2 separate regions of the Bicyclus anynana genome follow, and region 2 is linked to region 1. A link is a contact called in public Hi-C data. All regions are on one chromosome and are shown on one strand. The core of a region is the stretch at or near the end of the contact, and the rest is flanking DNA. Distances in the headings are between cores, read along the strand shown.

Region 1 (2,700 bases), core at 83-2,582:
GTTGCGCATTTGCCTGTACGCTGCGTCCATTTTGCTCAACACTAAAATAAACTGTAAAAAAATCCCTATTTGAATTTACAGTAGAATTTCAAATACAACGGATAAAGTTGAGGGTATTTTCTTACATTTGTGACGAGAGACCATCGCGCTATGATACTGATTTTTTTAAATTAGGGCACCTTTGCCTAATTAAAAAAGGTTCCTACCGTAGCTGCAGTCACACCTGATGGTAAGCGACAATGTAGTCTATGGTGGAATGCGCTTGCCTAGAAGATGCCTATTCACTCTTGACTTGATGATGTAGTTAATCCTGTATGTATTAAGTACATCATCAAGTCAAGAGTCAAATCCAATCGTTTTATATTTTTTTATCAAGATAAAATCTCTTATTTGCTTATTCGTTAACTATTACTAGAAAAAAGTATTAGGTAGGTAGGTACTTGATGTATTCGCTCTTCGTAGGTAGGGATAGTAGGTACGTTACTCTGAAGATTATTACTTACCTTAGCCTTCTTCAGCTTCGGTTCAGCCAACAATGTGTACAGTAAAACAGCAGTCGCGGAGATTTGGCATAAGTTTGATGTGTCAACTACGTAGATTACCTGGAAAATACAATAATATGGTTAGCGCGGTAGATGAACATGAGATAGTGTACTTTTTGTTGTTGTACTATTGTTGAGTACCTCTCCCAAGTATGAGCCCTTAATATTATGGTGGGTACGTTTAGGGAAAACACAAAAAACTAACATTAGAAATACTCAATTTGCTCGACAGATAAAGATAATTTATGGCTATTTTATTTCTATTGCTCGAGCCACGAGCGCGATTATTAAAAAAAAAATACAGTCCTGACTTAAATTACAGTCAGGGTTATAGTTCTGAAATGTAAAGATTTTGCAACCATTCATTAAGAAAAACATTGTGTATGGATGTTTATTTAGTGAATTACATAATCTTTTGCTTGCCTTCTCAACACCTTCGAAGTAATTGCTCCAGAGTGGTGCCATTACACCGCCAACTTCCCGAATTGAAAGCACTTGCTTCTTCCCAGCTTTGTTCAGATGTTGGATGTCGTAAATATTTGTTCCTATAGTGGGCACAGGACTGTAAGTGTAGTCTATCCCTTCAGCTTCTTGTAATTTCTTGAGTAAAGTGGTTTTACCGGATCCCTTAGGTCCTAAACAAAGAATCGGGATATGCTTTTCAGGGTCCTCCATTTTTTTAGTATCGTACTTCGTTTGGTCAATAAAGAGTTGGTAGAGCAGATAGTACTTTATTTCAACTACTTGTCAAAAGATGTCGCTGTATCAACATACTTTTGCGTGAAGATATTCTGCCAAAGAGTCAATTCAACTTTTTTGAATTTTCCATGTTTTGTTTTATACACAGAATAAAGATTATCCAGAATGAGTCTATACAAGCAGCGCAGTGAGGCCGGTGAAACCCATAAAAAAACAAACGTTTTTTATAATTTGTATTTCAAAATTTACCATTAACGACAATTACGTAAATCAATAATTGTCTATAAAAATTACTCCTATCTTTTTTTTATTATAATAAATATACTTAAACAATACACATCAATAATAATTACTCCTATATTTCTTTAGTTTTTGTAAACAGTTTTTAAAGTATTTAAAAACATAATCTTGAATAATATTGGAAATTACTGATGCGACACTTCGTGTGGTACTGACTCGAGAATATATTAGTTTTTGAAACGGCTTCGACATCGTCGTGTTCCGTGCGCTCTATCTGCCTATTATTCTTTAATCTGTGTACGTGCGTAATCTTTAGTGCGTGTCGGTCAAAGCGCAGTGTGAGGTTCCATAGTTTAAATTAGCATCATACACCATTAAACCTGTCACACCCACAATAATCATATCAATCCCACACTTAATAATACTGTACCTAATACATATATTTATCAAGACTACATATTTTGCCGTCATTTTAAATATAAAATAAGGTTTTTTAATACTCTCTTCTAGTCTAGGGTTCCTTGTGGACTGCGGAACCCTAAAAATGAATATACAAGCTAGGTATTGATTAATAATATTTATTACAATGTATTTATTCAAGTATTTACATACGACATATGCAATGGTGTAACCATAGACGTTATCCATAGCTCATATACTGTTGTCATTGTCATATGACGTCGACCTTGCATAGCAAGCATCGCCGGGGCTCCATGTGGGTGTATCGCTTGTAACATTCACTGACAAGTGACCAGCGATCGAATCACTCAGCCTTAAACTTGGCTTACGTAACTCGGAACGCCATTTTAGGCTTAGAGCTACAACTAAGCTAGTGATGGGTAATGATGGATGTGCCTCTTAATATCGATTCAATTTAAAATTGAAATGTTCTAAGTTAATTTTTTTATGCATTAAATTTTATTTAATTGGAATTAATTTATATTATAGTTACTCATATTATTACTTAACTCTTACATTATTTTGAATCTATGTTATCTTTTTTAATATTTCTAATGAGGCTTTTCCAACATTCCGTCAATTTATTTTTATTAAAAGTATGTTAAGTACGAGTACCTGAATCATACTAAATATTATTAACTGAAACTTATGAAAGTAGTGTTTAATACGTAGGTATACGTCTACATTAACAATTTATTCAGAAAGAACTAGTACAAAATTATTATATTATTATAAGCAGTTATTGTATTGTTTGTAATTG
Region 2 (2,700 bases), core at 9-2,508, 130 kb after region 1:
AAGAGTATAATATGAATTGTACAAAAGCTATAAATTTTATATATTGTATAAAGGAAAAGCTTTTTTAAAAAACCTTCCACTCTCAGAATGAATGTCAACTTGTTGGTATACAATGAAAGTTCTCTTATCTACAGTATAAGTCAAGTCAATATTTAACAAGTTAGTAACCTATTTAAATATTTATCTAGATACTATCTATAAACTACCTCCAATGGCAAATTTCATCTTTGTATTTTAAGCGGTTTTTGAGATTTCGTGAAGAATGTCCTTGTGCATTTATATATTAAGATTTTTTAGTTCCATATTAAATAAAGTAGTCTCAGTATAACTACAATCAGATTGTATATTTTAACTTAACATTTTGTTGTAATATAAAAGGGAAGATCCAGTTATCTGCAATATAGTTCTTCAATAGTTCAAAGAGTTGGGCGAGTGACCCAGCTGTCATCATTTAACCATATTTTTTTTATTCTTTACAAGTTATCCCTTGACTGCAATCTGATGGTAAGTGATGATGCAATCTAAGATTGGAAGCAGGCTAACTTGTTAGGAGGAGGATGAAAATCCACACTCCCTTATACACAAAATCATACCGGAACGGTCTTTACCGGTAGGGTGGTACCTAGCCATGGCCGAAGCCTCCCACCAGCCAAAATCGAATATTATTTATATATATACAGATAATCTTTCATCTTTTTAGCATGATATTTAAGTGTTATACTCGTCTATCTTAATTTTATCATAGCATTTGTGCAATATTTAACCTGTAGTCTACTATTCTATATAACAATATTACATGTTAAATATTGCCAATGACTTGTATCAGCGCATACTGATTGACGCGCAACGAAATATAAACAATAACAAAAACATAACCCCAATCCTACCTTGATACTGAGCAAACCGCTGTTTGTTCTTTTCCGCAAGATTTTTCTCCTCTTCTTTCTTCTTTGCCTCTTTTTCCTCTTCCCTCTTCTTTACAAGCTCTTGCTTACCAACGGGTATGATAGAAGAACTTTGCGATTCATTGTATTTCAGTGCCGATTCAAACTGTTGTAAATTATCGTACAACGGTGCGTTTTTAACGGGAACCTTCGTCTTTTTTGAGTATAAAACTTTTATCGGATCAAATTTAGAACTGCTGGCACTAGTTTCTGATTCGGAGGACGAAGTTGAAGACATTTTTCGCGTAATTTATTATTTTGCATAACATTACAGCAAATAAAAATTATAAACAAAATGATTTAAATGAATGACATTTGACATTGACACTGACAGCTACTATCGATATCATGACCATCGACAATCATGTTTATTTTGAACACTTTGGAGGTAAAGGGTTCTAGGTTATTTATTTCTGTAGTTTGTCGAATACCCTCAAATACCTTATACTATAAAATACAAGAATGTTATTATGCAACACATCCTAATAAAGTAGTTATTCATTTGTTTTAAAGCAACAATAACTAATCTTGTATATTGATAATAACAGGTAGTAATGAATTACCAACGTTCGCAAGTTGTTTGACTTGGTGCGTGTTTTTTACACTGGCATTAAACGCTGGCATTGCAGTCATAGCGATCTCGTGATAGAATGTTGAAGGCTCTTCCTATCTCCAATAATGTATTTAATTACAGCAATTATGAAAGCAATAAACTAGAATAACATTCAATGCCTTTTCTGATATTTTAACACATAAATATACTTTTTTAAACCTTAGAATATATTACATATTTTGCTACTCCATAATAGATGGCGCTAGTATAAGTTCATCTTTGAAAATTAAAATAAGTTAATGCCATTTAATGATAATATTATGTAAACTTAGGTTATATGGAATAAATTAGATATTATCTTGATATGTCGAACTCATTGCCAATGTTGCGATAGTACTATTCAACAAGGTCTTCGTAGTAATATGCAGTAGGAAGTAAACGAACCAAGGTCAACTGGAATTTATCTGGCAAACGACTTTATAAGAGAAAATGTTATGAAATAATAATAATATTATATTTATAGCAGTGTATATTGCTAGGAAATGCTTCTTTATGTACTCAATAATAATTAATTAATGTTTTTATAGTAAAATAATAACAACGATTAAAAAAAGCCTAATGTGATAAATGCCGAAGGTTTGTTAACGGGACGTCAACTGTGATAGGTACCGGGGGTTTAGGTGAGTGCAAAAGCATTGCGTGTAGAGCCCGAGGGCTAACACTAAGTCCTCTCATGTTCTTCCGTAATTAACTGATGATGCATAATGAAAAATATTCTTTGCGATTTTAAATCGATTATGAATAATTTATTGGTTAGATTGCTAAGTTTTCTTATTATTCTTCACGTTATTTAATTTAATTAAAAGTCTCGATTAATTTATTGGTTACGTAATCTACATCGAGCATTGTGCGTCGTAGTCGCGAGCCGGTCTCTGTGATCATTCCAATATGGCTGACGAGTCAACGCTCTAGTCACGCCACTACGTACAATTTTCACTTTTAGTTTTCCCTGCTTTACGCTGTTACATAATTAAAAATAAATTATACATATAAAAACTCACATCTTTATTTTAAAGATTATGACGTTTATTTACATTTGCGTATAGCCGTTACTTGAAATTAAAAATGACATTTAAAAACAACTTGTAGGCACTGTTTTATAAGAATAAAAAAGGATACCTAGATTAAAAATTCTTAATGATT

Evidence for each region. Hi-C and Micro-C count contacts between places; a contact is called where the count stands out from the background.
Region 2: a Hi-C map of whole body shows a contact between it and region 1, with 6 times the contacts expected there. The contact joins the promoter of LOC112051405 here to the promoter of LOC112051411 in region 1. A contact is called at or near these places in 2 of 2 Hi-C or Micro-C datasets (whole body and whole larva).

Annotation. Positions count from the first base shown.
Region 1 is chr4:18,480,122-18,482,821 of ilBicAnyn1.1, forward strand. It overlaps LOC112051411 (ADP-ribosylation factor-like protein 16), which reads right to left and starts at 1,333. Exons shown (of 3, transcript XM_024090040.2): 1 at 966-1,333; 2 at 504-602; 3 at 1-51. The coding sequence starts at 1,217.
Region 2 is chr4:18,613,246-18,615,945 of ilBicAnyn1.1, forward strand. LOC112051405 (U7 snRNA-associated Sm-like protein LSm11) reads right to left here and starts at 1,259. Exons shown (of 4, transcript XM_024090031.2): 1 at 888-1,259. The coding sequence starts at 1,182. All of the region lies in intron 2 of LOC112051403 (ecdysone-induced protein 74EF), which reads left to right.